Linked DNA regions of Oryza sativa: region 1 is linked to region 2. The links are chromatin contacts, called in public HiCAR-type maps. All regions are on one chromosome and are shown on one strand. The core of a region is the stretch at or near the end of the contact, and the rest is flanking DNA. Distances in the headings are between cores, read along the strand shown.

What was found. HiCAR-type assays count read pairs that join an accessible place to other places.
Region 1: a HiCAR-type map of leaf shows a contact between it and region 2, with 2.7 times the contacts expected there. The contact joins the promoter of LOC9267420 here to the promoter of LOC136351104 in region 2. A contact is called at or near these places in 1 of 15 Hi-C or Micro-C datasets (panicle) and 1 of 4 datasets of contacts at active chromatin or transcription factors (leaf).

The regions. Positions count from the first base shown.
Region 1 is chr12:19,927,175-19,933,946 of ASM3414082v1, forward strand. LOC9267420 (ubiquitin-like-conjugating enzyme ATG10) reads left to right here and starts at 2,114. Exons shown (of 9, transcript XM_066306306.1): 1 at 2,114-2,421; 2 at 2,820-3,023; 3 at 3,128-3,181; 4 at 3,264-3,323; 5 at 3,574-3,673; 6 at 3,752-3,849; 7 at 3,940-4,140; 8 at 4,582-4,707. The coding sequence starts at 2,868. The coding sequence ends at 4,029.
Region 2 is chr12:19,690,799-19,697,981 of ASM3414082v1, forward strand. It overlaps LOC136351104 (ureide permease 1-like), which reads right to left and starts at 3,966. Exons shown (of 6, transcript XM_026022218.2): 1 at 3,579-3,966; 2 at 3,072-3,210; 3 at 2,751-2,978; 4 at 2,496-2,602; 5 at 2,023-2,397; 6 at 1,130-1,912. The coding sequence starts at 3,815. The coding sequence ends at 1,754. It overlaps LOC9270871 (eukaryotic translation initiation factor 5B), which reads left to right. Exons shown (of 10, transcript XM_015763882.3): 6 at 1-19; 7 at 98-673; 8 at 1,038-1,163; 9 at 1,246-1,365; 10 at 1,453-1,722. The coding sequence ends at 1,518.

The sequences.
Region 1 (6,772 bases), core at 864-3,363, 230 kb after region 2:
TTTCATATGAGGTTGTCTACCCACCATTCGGTAAAGAAATACACCCTAAAAATCATGCAAGCTATGGATCATCTGATTGCTTTGAGATTCGACCCAAACCCTAAAAACCATTTCCTCCCTCCATCCCTCCCTCTCCTGAGTCCCTCCTCAGACCTCACACCACCGCCACTATCACTAGCATCAATTGTGTCGCGCCTCTACTGTCATCCCTCCTCGCTAGGCCTCCTCTCTCTTCTTTTCCCCATTTCATTTTCCTTAAGTTGGAAGCGGTGAGCTATCAACCCCCCCCTCGGCGCATTGTCATCTTCCTAGTCTCCACCTCTTCGGCCGCTCCCAGCCGCCGAATCTGCTACAAGTAGCCACCTCCTCCTAACCAATCGTGCTAGCCCACAAGATGAGGCGTCGCCCCAGCATAGCATATGCAAACGGTTGTGCTGGCACAGTCCATTTGGCCACCTTTAACGTAGTATGTGTTATTTACTTTGATTGTTTAGTCTTTGGTTTTTCTTTATTGTGCATATTTTTGGGTGTATAGCCTGCAATGATATAAACCTGGTCAATTACTTTTGCGGTTCAAAAGAACCGATGCTGAAAAATAGGTTGAATGATAAAGAAACTCCAAAATCAAGTCTAAGTTTTGAAATTGAAATTTCGACATCGACTGATAAACCAACAAGTAGACGATGAAAATCTACCTTACTAAATACTCCTTAGATATAACCTATGCGAAAGCACCGCCAGACCTGGGCAACCATCTCCATCATCTTGATTAATTTATCATCGAGTTGTTCTAAAACCGGTTGCTACAACGTTCTATGAAAGTAGTGAATCGATCGCCACGGATTCACTATTGCAAGATAACCACAACACAATTGCATAAACGACGTACCACAGATTGAAGGTTTACTGGAGAACTGTCTCACCACTGGATTTAATTAAATTAACGTGAGTAAAAAAATAGTTAATTTTGCAGAAAAAAATATTAGTTATTTAATGTGAGAGCTTAGTTTAATGTACCCCTACTATCCTTTTTCTTTCTACTCCCTCCATCCTAATGTGATCATCCTACTAACAAAAACCAAAAATACCATTTTAATCATCGCATATAGTTAGGTGTTGTTGGTAATCTCGTGGACGGCGTCTTGTATTGCATGCATGCATGGATGGAATTAATGCGTGTATGTAATTCCAAAGAGTTAACACCAGCGCCACAACATCTCTTCTCCCACCGAGCAAAACGCATGGACATGATGGATAGAGTAGACCACAACACCATGGTCGTTGTGGCTGGAGTAGGAGACGGGGTCGCGGTCACCGTGCCCGGAGAGGGAGGCAATGTCGCAGGGGTCACGGCTAGCCGAAGCGCACACGGAGATATCGTTGGATCAAGGAGTTGCATGCCACAATGCACTTTGCATGCACTTTCATCGATCTTACGGGACCTAATGAAGATGGCGAGATACTATTTGCATGCAACTCAAAGCGACAATTAATTATTTGATGATGATTTAATATCAGAATTAAGTAGGCCGTGTTGTCCTTGGTCTTGGTGTGTTTTCTTATACGATGATCATATTGGGATGGAGGAAGTGTTGGTACTAATTATTTTGTAAAATATGTTGGGAGCAAGGAAAACAGAGGAGTTCTTCACTCAGTGTCTTTCTAAACAAGGGAGCTCGTGTGGTGTATGTTGTTGTGTGCTGCTAGCTAGCTTTGTATTCATTTTAATGTAAACTAGTATACGTCATACACACATACACTTGGTTGCCTATTTATAGGCCTATCAAACCGATATGGAGAAAACTTCATGATTCTACTAGTAACTTGAAGTCGGGTGGGCTGGTTTCACCATAAGAAATTTAACCAGTTGAGCTATGCTCACTTCGTAAAACTCTAGATTTTTACAGAGTAGTGCTAGTGTCTTTAACTATTTTACATCTAGATTATTACCGAGTGAAAGATGAGAGAGTTTGAGATTATAGTAGAAGTCTTTGTAAATAAATTAATTTACTCCAACAGGTAGTATTTACTATTGGTAGCGAGAGTGGATTTTGCAGTTTGAACCCCAAGTAGGACCGCTAATAATTTGGACGGGTTTACCTTTTTTCAGTTTGAACCCTGTTTAGACCGCTAATAACGGTTTTAGTCCCTGACGAGCTCTTCCTCCTCCTCCGACGCCGCCGCCGCCGCCGCCGCCGCCACGCCGCTCGCCGGCGGCCCCTCGCCATCGCCGCCTCTCGTTAGCTCCCCCCCCCCGGCGCCGACGCCGGCTTTGGCCTCTGTGGCTCGTGCCCTTCCAGGCTCCACTGCTCTCCGCCCCTCGGCTTGCTCTGCGCCGCGCGCCGCCTCCCTCAACTCTCGCCGTCTCCGCACGCCCTGCTCGGCTACTCGCCGCCGGCCGCGGCGGTAGTCAAGATCGAGGTAATAAATCCCTGGATTGAATCCCCTTCTCAAATCCCCCAATCCGTTCCCCATTTTTTTTTGTTCTGAATCGATCACTCAATCAACTGTAGCTGAACTTAATAATAGGCACTAGTAGACCTGTTCATCAAGATCATTTTTCAATGTGTTCGGGCTTCTTTTTTTAGGAGATTAACACAATATTTTAACTCTTGCATTCATAACTCACCATAGAAAATTCAGGTTGGACTCCTACTGCAATGTACGCGTATGGTATTGTTAGTTTGGTACTTTGGTTTGGATCTGGAAAGCAATTAAAATCTGTACAGATTAATTTGTGCTGTTTTTTTCTTTTTTTGGCGGCATGGTGCTATCAACTTTTAATCTCATGACTAACAATATTTTCTGTCAATACGTAGCCATCAAATCCTGTGTTTGCCACTGGCATTAGATTTGGTGGTTTTGTGATGGGAGGCTCCTCAATTGGGGAGGGAACTCTGTCTCTCGGTGACTTCGTTGCGTCTGCAAAGGCCCTGATTGAGAAGTGGAAGGTGATTGATGTAGAAGATTCTCTTCCTGATTGGCAATGGAAACCGTGTGGCAAGACGGGGGTTCCATCTGAGGTTGTGCTATCAGATGCATGAGCATTACTCTCTTTTTCCTTTTTTCAGATTAATTTTACTTAAAAGATGGCGAATGCCGATATGCTTGCTTGTCCTTTATGCAGGAAGAGGGCTACCTAGCTCTCGAAGGAGTATACCGCAATCCTGGAGGAAGGCATGTTAGTATCGTCCTCGTGTACTTACATGTATTACAAGTAATATGAGCTTCCAAATTAGTGTTGACTTGAAATTTTCCTCTAGGAACAAATTGGGGATAGCAGTAATTTCGATGATGCGGACATTGTCAGCGATGATGCTTGGGTAACTTTTCAGTACACATTGTTCATTTTATGTTTCTGCTACCTGCTTATTGATGGTGCCTAGGTACTTTCTCTTACCCTCTGCAATTTGCATATATTCGGAATATTTTTCCTATAAGAGAAGATACCAAATAGCTGGCATAACGCAGTCATTTGAATTGATAACTTACTCAGAAACAACTGAAATAACTTTTGATCTCTAAATTCTCATATGTTCAATACTAACATTTATGATTTCCTTCTCTTTGCAGGCCCAGAGCTCTAGTGAGAGTGTTCATATTTATGATTACCATGTTGTCTATAGTTTTTCTTACAAGGTTCCAGTGCTATACTTTCAGGGTCATCAGGCTGGTATGCATATTACAGAACAAAAGTGAATATGTCATTCCTTTAGTGTTCTGTTGACAGACATCTCCAACTTATTCTTAGGTGGCCAGCTGCTAACTCTAGATGAGATAAAAGAGGACCTTCCTTCTCACTCACTTAAATTATTAGGTGAATCGAAGTGGACATTTATTACTCGGGAGGTACAAGTGGTTATACACTTCCCTTGATTGATATATTCTGTGTACCTTTTGTTGGAAAGTTTTATACTCCCTAACACTTGTTGTCTATAGTTGAACTGTGCTTGCACCCCCTGCAGGAGCATCCCCATTTTAGTAGGCCATGGTTCACTTTGCATCCCTGTGGAACCAGTGACTGTATGAAGTTACTTCTTGAAGGAGTGGAAAACAAGGATCAACATGTGCAATACTTACCGGCATGGCTATCTGTGGTTGGCCAGGCAGTAGGACTGAAAATCCCACTTGAGCTTTATGGTAATCTATAACTTCACCCTTTTTCAGTATATAATACTAAGGGTCCTGTACTGTTTAACTTGACATGGCATGCTGCTTTCATGAGCTCCATGAGACAATTTGTTCCAAAATACAGAGAGAACTACTAATTGATTTTCGGTCATTCAAGCACCCTGCCCAATCTGAATCTTTGAAAGCACTGATAAGGCTTGGACTTGACCTTCTGATATGAAGTGCTCTTGAAAGATACCTCAGGATTCGTTTTATTTACCCACTAGTGAGTGTGATATAGGAGATTGCTTGTCGAAATTGGCATTTTGTTGGCTGCATAAGCTGTATGCCTATTTCACAATTCACAGGCCGATGGATTGTGAAATACTGAAGGGATCCAACAATGCTCCTTTACCTGTTTACTTCAGAAGTTCATATTCAGCTAATTGTGTGCCTTGTGTTTTGTGACAGCTTCTGGACTGAAAACACAGGAGTAGCAATTGCTTGCCAATTTGCCATTTGGCTCTTGCAAGTTCGTCAGCAACATATCTATTTTGCGCAAATGCCAATGCTTATGATCAAACTGTACTGCATCTGGTAAGGCTCATATCTGGATCTTCCATTCCTCTTTACGTTTTGTTTGGGAAATGGAGTCCATGTTTCATCTGCAGAGTTATACATGCAATCAAGTAATACACATAACATTATTCAGAGATGCATCATGTCTCCTGGAAACCTGGAAACAACTGAGGATCAACTTCCTAGAAGTAACTGAAGATCATCAACTGGCCTACTAATCTTTGTTCTTAGTGCTAGATCATATCAATTTAGTATAGAAGCTAAAAGAGAACCCTGGTTCCAAATTGTTATTATGAGAACTAGAAAATAATCCTATCAAAGGCCAGCCTCAAATGTTTCCCTTTTTTGTTTGAAAACATCATTAATCATGCATGTTAGTTTATCGACCAGAGCATTTTGAACAGTCACAGACAAACTGATCAACCATATTATACGCTGCACATTGTTTCCCATTAGGAGAGGAGAGTTGACGAATCTGAGAATTTGGGTAGTTGAAAACAGATACTAACTTTTTTAAAGAAACTAGCTGGGTGGCCCGCGCAATTGCGTGGCTAGCACCCATATAAAATTATATTTTTTTAACATGATTTTACTTAAAATTTCTTAAATAGTTATCTCGTTGTCTTAAGATTTTAAAAGACCAAATCTTATCATCCTCGTGTTTATAATTTTATAGCTTTTAAAAGTCACACCAATTGCTACCGCTTACTTCTGTCATATTATTCTTTATTAGCTTGCTCGATCCACCGTTGTTTCTATTCATTCTCCTTGAAACCTTTAAAAATTAGATTAAAAAATTATAGTTTTTAGAGTTTATTGTCCAGTTGGGCTTCTTTTTTGTAATTTTTAGAAGTCCCATCAAACGCTTCAATTATACTCCTCTATTGTCGCGCCCAGAAGTTCTTTTCCCTAGCAAAAATTCAATTAATAAATGGTTGGAAGAAATTATTTGTTTAAAGGCAAGAGAGAAACCCTAAATTAATAAATGCAAATAATAATCGGAATCGGCATGTGGAATTTTTCTTGGATTCTACATGTCAAAATATGCTAACAGGATTTTTAGTGGAATTTTCAGAGCATTGGAAATAATTTTAACCAATTAAAATAAGCAAAGTGCAATATTAAATCCCTGGGAAAATCCTTTTTCCTTTTTATCTTTCCTTTTTCCCCCTCTTTTCCTCCTTTGGGCCACCGTCCCATCTCTCCCGCCCCCTCCCGAAGTCCAGGTCGCCTCCCCCTCACTCCCTCGGGCGCTGACAGGTGGGGCCCACCTGTCAGCACCTTCCCCAACCTCCAGCCAGAGGGGCGGCCTCCCTCCTCCCTACCGCCCCGCGCTCCCTGCCGCCCCGGGCCACGTCGCCCACTCTCCCGCGCGCCCCGCCCTCCCCGCGCCCACGCCCCACTCCCGCTCACCCCCGCGCCCGCGAGATGGCCAGGATTCAAATTTGAATCCCGCCTCTCTCTCTCTCCTCCTCCACCTCCTCCACTACTCCGGCGAAATTGCGCCGTTCCCGGCCACGACTCGCCGCCCCCCCTCCTATTTAAGCACGCCCGCACCTTCCTCTCTCTTTTTCCTTTCTCGGCCGAGCCCTCCCGAGCTCTCCATCGCTCCCGCGCCTCTCATCCCGCCATCCGCCGCTCGCCGCCAAGCTCCGGCCGCACTCCGCCACCGCTAGAGCCGTCGCCGCACCGCACCGTCGACGCCGCCGGGTTCGCAAGCTTGTGCGCCACCCCGTCCGCCGTTTCCCCGGTCCATCCCGCCGCCGGAGCTTGCTTCTCCTCGCGCGCCGGTGAGTACCCCCATGGCCGCCGCCTTCGACCGGCGAATCCGCTCGCCGTTAACCACCCCTCTCCCTCTAATCCCTCCCATCTTGTTCCCTAGGAGGTCTCGGAGCTCGTCCGCCTATCGTCGCCGTTCCCCGGTCGCTCGCCGTCGCCGTTCGCCGTCGTCTTCCCCCCACGCCGGCCAACTCGCGGTGAGGCGCCCCTCCCCCTCTTTTCCCCTTCCTCTCCCTCCTAGCGCCGTGCCGGGCCGAGCCGCCGCTTCGGCTGTGTGCCGCCGCCTTTGCGCCGCCGTCATCCG
Region 2 (7,183 bases), core at 2,716-5,215:
GGTAAAGATTGTGGCACGGGTGAGTTTATTTCAGTTGTCATGCCTTAAAAAAAAGATCCAATCTCGAACTAATTGTTGCTTAACTTTATCTTTTCAGGGACTGAAATATGCAATTCCAGGCACTTCTCTCGTTGTAGTGAAGCCAGGGGATGATCTGGGACAATCTGAAGCCAAAAGCCAGAGGAATGAGAATGAAGAGGGAAATGTAATACAAGAAATAAGTAGGCTCAAAACTTGCAAGGAAGGTGTCTATGTGCAAGCTTCTACTTTTGGAATCTTGGAAGCAATCATTGAGCATTTGAACAGCCCTGGTGTGAATGTTCCTGTCAGTGGTTGCAACTTAGGCCCAATTGAGAAGAAAGATGTCATGAAGGCAAGTGCTATGCTGAAGCGGAAAGAAGAGTATGCAGCCATCTTAGCATTTAATGTCAGGGTGATGCCTGAGGCAGATGTCCTTGCATCAGAATCAGGAGTGAAGATTGTTACAGCTGACACAGTGTACAAGCTTGTTGACAGCTTTAATGAACACATTAAAAGATCAAAGGAGTTGAAGAAAATGCAGTGTGCAGCCAATGCAGTGTTCCCATGCACCCTGAAGATTCTGCCAAACCGTGTATACCGTAAGAAGGATCCATTTCTTTGTGATGTTGAAGTCTTGGAAGGTGTCGTCAAGGTACTTCTTTTAGCCTTATTATTTTGAGTGAATTCTGTTAAAATGATAATTATCCTAGATACTGATGCATAGGCATTTCGCCACAGTTTGAGTTAGCACAATTAAACTTTACATGTCAGCAGTTTGGTTCATTGGCTTTTAGTCTTGGCCTACTTATCACGGTCAATGACAGTGCAAAAATATGGTACCTTGTTATTGCATCCAAATTGAGCTTCACAAAAAGTGTGGCATGCTACACCTTAGAAATAAACTTGATGGAAAATCTTGGCATCTATCCAAACCTATAAAAGTTTACAAATCTGGCGCTATTGCAATAGGTCACATATATTACTGCTCATCATTGATTGTGGTAATTGCATTTCAGGTGGGAACACCAATTTGTGTCTATGTTGGAGGCACAGTCCATGGTCTTGGAAGGATCTCCTCAATGCAAACATCAAATGGTAATCAGATTGATTCGGCAAAGCGAGGAGTAGTAGTATCCGTAAAGGTATGAATAACAAAGATCGTTAGGATAATTTCAGTTATCAACAACTAAATAGAAAAAGCCTAACATACATTTTCTCCACCAGATAACCGGGGAGAGCCCCAAGGAGAAGACCTGGTTGTATGGACGCCATTTTGATGAGAGCAATGAGCTGATCAGCCAAATCTCAAGGAGATCCATTGATGTCCTCAAAGAGTACTATCGAGTAAGATACATAACCACAGCCATTTCCATTTATCTTGCAGAGCCCTTAACACGTGCATCTAATTTTTGTGAATTCACCTTGCTGCAGGATGAAATGAATGATGAGAATTGGCAGCTTATCCGCAGGCTAAAGAAACTACTCGATATAGCCTGAAGGATTGGAATACTTCTGTCGTCTTCTCGTGTCGGCAATTTAGATCACGTTCATCATTTTCTGGTCTGTGTTGTGTCCAGAAACTCCAGTCATACTTTGTCATCATTTGTCAAACCGTTTTGTTACTTTGTGAATAATGGATGAATCTATAGATGTTTGTAATGGCGAATATTGTCGTTAATGGTGAATGTTGCATCTGTGATATCTTCCTGGAGTGAAATCCTTCTGTGTTGGACTACCCTGTCTTCCTATGTGCTGCTGAAGCCATGAGAAGTACCACTGCAACGATGAACATCGACAACATGCAACCGAGCAACAGGTAAGTCTTCCTCGATGATCTCCGGTACTCGCCAAAGAGGATGACTCCCCAGAATGTACTGACAAGAGGCAGTGCCTGATCACACCATATCATGAACACCATGAGTTTTAGTTGTATTACAGCTGAAATGCAGGTAAAATGCAGCAAACATTGCAGAGCTGATATGAACCTAAGGAGAGGATCACCTGGACAGCATCAGCAGCTGCATATCCAGCAGCCTGCCCACCCATGAACTGGAACCCATTGCCAAACCCACAGAGCAGCCCTGCCAGGAGCGCCCAGTGCCTGCCGTTCCAGTCTCCGGCATAAGCTCCGATGGTCGACGGCGGTACACCGGCCACCGGGCGGTAGAGGAGCCGGGCGTTGAGGCCGATACCGACGGCGAAACACGAGACGGAGAAGTAGAAGAAGGCGGTGTAGACCGTCAGGTGGGGGACGCTGTCTCTCAGGGTGCGCCACTGGTCGTTGGTGGCCAGGTTGATCGCCGGCGAGAAGAGGGAGAAGCAGACTCCGGCGAGGAGCACCATTCCCAGTCCTAGCCACCTGCTGGAGCCAAACACCTGAAACCCACAAACCGGTATTCAGGTTTCTGAATTTCAGGGCCTATATTACTCCTTTATAAGCTTCACCAATCTTCAGAGGCAGTGGGTGATGTGACCTTGATGGATCGCCTCTTCTCAACCTGAACGATGAACTCTGCGGTGCCGGTATCGAAATCGTCGTCTTCGCCATTCTCCAGTTCTTCTTGATTTGGCAGCAACTTCACTGAAAAAAAAATGGTAGCAAAGTAGCAACTTTGTTAGCTTCTGCATTGCATAATCTCACCCTTTTTCAGGTGGTTAGAAGATAGATAGTACCACCTTGGTCAGCAACATCACTGCTGAGCTCTATGCCTCTACTCCTGCAAACAAACGAATTGTACTTCTTGACATCAAAGGAAGGTCTCTCGAAGAAAATTCAGATTGGTAGTGCTCAAATGCATTTCTGAATCCTGACATGCTTAGCTTCTCCTCCTCATCCTTGGCATTGGAAGAGTGGACAGCAGAGCCGAGGAAGATAGCGACGAGGAAGCATGCTACACCCGGGAAAAGGATTTCTGCCCTATTTATTCGGCCATCGAGGAAGTAGTTCATGGTTGTTCCTTCAATAGATCATGGTCATCCGCATTAGCGAAGTGCAAGATAAATAGCTGCAGATTCACCAAAGATTCAGTTTTTTGCATGTTTGGGTGTACCTAGAACTACAGCCAGACTTGAGCAGATGATGTTTGTCACAGACAGACCGACAAATGCCCACGCATACTGCGAGATCAAATGTCCGATGCTGAGAGCAATGCCACCGGCCATCGCAAATAGGACTGAAGGCCAGTTATCCTGCATTGATCAATGGCTGCAAATCATGGAAGAATTCACTGAAGTTGATTATCCACATAAAAGCTGAACACTCTAACGACAGTGACACGATGCAACCAACATACAGTTGGGACAAGTCTCTCATGCTTGTTTTGCGTCCACAGATACCATCCAAATTCCAAAGTCACACTGTCAACTTGAAGCAATTCTGAATTTCCAGTTATCAAATTCAGCTATTCACTTCCAAATTACTCTCATTAACAGGTACTAACTCACACAGCTTCTTATGAAATCACCACTGCATTCTTGATGGCTAAGATATTCTAGTCCTAGATTGCATGACACAAGAACAACCAACTGAACCAAGAAACCTTAAAAAAAGCACTGACCTGAGTGAGCTGAGTGAAGAAGCTTGGCATGCTAGGCCTGGTCTCTCCAACCTGCCCAAATGTGATGGCAATCACAGCAGCAGCAAGGAGATTTGTGACAGAGTAGTCCAGGTATGTGTGCTGAGGCAGCCGTCCTCTACGCTCCAGGAGAGTCAGGAGAGCAGGCCAGGTGCCCAGGAAGAGGAGGGAGGCCACCATCAAGGCGACGGCGCCGCCCCGGTCCTCGACGACGAACATGTCGACGCCGGGAAGCGGAACGGAGAGCCTGGGGTGTGATCTCCGGGGAGGATTTCAGGCTAGATCTTTCATCTCAAGTCTCAATTGGACGAATTGCTCATGTCCATGTGAACTAGTCTCACTCTAACCCCCATTTCCCTGGCATGTTGTCCTCATCTAGTTCATGTTTTGGCCTGAAAAAGGTAAAGAGATAATCAAGGATGTGGTCATGATGAGCCCGCTACGGCGCTCTCTACTCTTAGTAGAAATCAATATGAACCCTATATCTTATTTGATTAAAGAGTTTAAATTTATTTATACTATCACCTTAGTTAGCGGGAGTAGAATATGAAGGGGTATTATTATAAAAAAAATACAAAGGGGTATAATAGTTATTTATCAGTGACTAAACCTTTTTTTTCTTGTTTTAGTGTTTTCGATGAAATATGAGTGATGCTAGTACAATGAATGATCGATGTAGCCGGGAAAAAAATAAATAATAAAGTTACTCCTAATCATTATATTATTAGTAAATTACTGATTAACAGTTGTATTATACTACAGTAAAAAGCACCAGAGCATCTCATTGCAAATATATAACCTGTGACTGAATAAAGAAAGCACAAAGTTCTTGAGATCTGGTTTACAAGTCAGAGCTGCCCTTATTTTTCTCCACTTCATGAAATGATGCAATATAAAATGAACTAGTTGAGGATATGTGTTCCTTGTTAGTAGGTCTACTTGTTTGCAAGGATGGATAGATTAATTAGCTGGAGTACATAATTAACGATGGGTTCAGTTCTCTCTGCTCTCTTCATTAACTATAGAGAAAATTACATAATGGGCTAATCAAAGAGCAGCAGAATCAGATGAAAGAACCCAAAATCAGATGGGATCACATACGAGAAGGCACTTAAGGTCGAGAGTAGCAGTAAGTTTGGTGTTAATGCGTAATCTAAAGATTTTTATAGAAACAATACAATTTTAATAAAAAATCGTAAAAATATAGGCCAGCCAGATAAAATCGCAAGTTTAGCACCCATGGGGCCATGAAAAAAATAATAAAAAGTGCATGCATACAAGGGCATGTCCAACATCCCATGTTCGACAGGTTCTACTGCACAACCCCTATCGAACAACCATTGTTCGACACAGTGCTAAACTTATGATTTTATCTGGCCGATCCATATTTTTGCGATTTTACATTGAAATCATATTACTCCTAAAAAAATTTCTAATCTAAATGGGTAATAATGCTTGAAATTTTCATCATCAAAGAAATGTGAACGAACCTATATATATTGGCTAGTGAGCACACAAAGTAGATTTTTTTTTTGTGTGTGTGCCTCCTGTCTCAGGGATTTTGAGGTGTCGGAAAAGTGGAGATGCCACGGAGTTGCGGTCGGAGAAGGCGGCGTCGTGCGAGCTTGAAGGTAGGGGAAGCATCTGACATGTGGGGTCAGGTGGGTCCGACATGTCAGCGGGAAAGAACGAGGAGGCGGGATTGCTGGGCTGGGTTGGGCTGGCTCGCGGCTATGTTGGGCCCGCGGAAAGATGCACGCCAGAGTTGGGCTGGATTTGGCCCAGATCGAGGAGGAGGAATTTCAATCGCTTTATGATTTGCTGAAGAAAGGCTGAAATGATATTTACTCATCATCAACTATCCTATATTTCATTCACCAACTTTTTTTACTCATCATCTATATGTATATTTCACTAACTCATTTTAATCATCATCATCAGACAAATCCAACAGCCTAAATAATCTATAGGAGTACTGTAGAAGCAAATGATCCAGATCACCCATCTCTCCTTTGGACACAGATCGACCTACCCTGAGTCCTCGAGCACAGATTGGCCTACCTTGAGCTCTAGACTTGTGTGCGAATATGCAAATTTTTAACGGGGGCACAAATTAAGTTTGAATTAAAAAATAGTGACATGGTAAAAAATTGTAAGTACTCAGTGATTCACTGTAGATACGTCCACGGCGTTAGAACCCGAGGTTCGTAGAAAGAAGCTTGGGATCACAGAATTATCCACGTGGTCGTTGATCGCCGTCTCTCGTTTCATCCTGATGCTTCTCATTCATTCTCATCCTATCCTACAATTGGTTCTATGGCTGTGTTTAGTTCACACTGAAGTTTGAAAGTTTGATTGAAATTAGTACGATGTGATAGAAAAGTTGTGTGTATATGAAAAGTTTGATGTGATGGAAAGTTGGAAGTTTAGAAAAAAAACTTTAGAACTAAACAAGACCTATATTTTTCTTCATAGTACTGCATTCGATCGCCGTCTCTCATTTCATCCTGATGTTAGCTGTTGACACCTGTGTTTGGCTCTTCGACTGACTTGGTTTTTTATGGGTGGAGAGCTGGGGTATGGGTAGGTGCATAAGCAAGGAAGTAAATTTATATTGATGTAGGGGTCACTGGTGGAGAAACCGTTTGTAGTCCCGGTTAGTAACCCCTTTAGTCCCGGTTGTTCAACCGGGACTACGAATCCGGGACTAAAGATAGCATCCCGGGTGAAATAACCGGGACTAAAGGTTACCAATCGGGACTAAAGATCAAATATGCCCGTTACCCTTTTTAACCGGGACTAAAGATCATCTTTAATCCCGGTCTTTGTTGCAACCGGGATTATTGTGGAATTAGGCCTACCGACGAAAGATGGTTTCTCCACCAGTGGGTGTCCATGGTGTGATTTTGGTGGGTGTTTATTAATTTCTGATTAAGATATATATTTTACCTTGATTTTCGTTAGCACACATTTCAAACGGTTAAACGGTGTGTTTTGTGCGAAAACTATTTATATAGAAATTGCCTTCAAATATTAAATAAATCAAATTTTCAAGTATGTAATAATTAAAAATCAATTAATCACGCTCTAATGACTTTCTCATTTTGCATGCCCATACTTAATCTTCATTGGATGCTATGTTGAATGGGGCATAAGGGAGCATAAAAGTGTAAGTACGATGATATGTGAATATGGGGTCGCTCAATATGTAGATCGGATAAATGCGGATTTGGAGGTTGGGGTGTTACAAGTGGTATCGAAGAGTTTAAGTGATGTACACAAATATGGTACTTAGATGAAATATATAATGGGGCTTATTTCTTTTACCACTAGAGACCACGGTAAAAAAATTGTCCTATGTTGGATCGGATACATCATCAGTTCATCACTGAAGTTCTTACCAATGCTGTGTTTGTGAGTCAGCTTATAAATGTTGGCTTGTACGTGACTTGAGAAGCCCAAAACTACCATGAACTCTTTTTCCCCCAAATTTGCTTCAGTCTACTGTCTAGGCCCAATGCAAATTTCTGGATAGCATATGCACAGTACAAAACTGTCTGTTGTATTTGGATTTGGATGCATCGGGA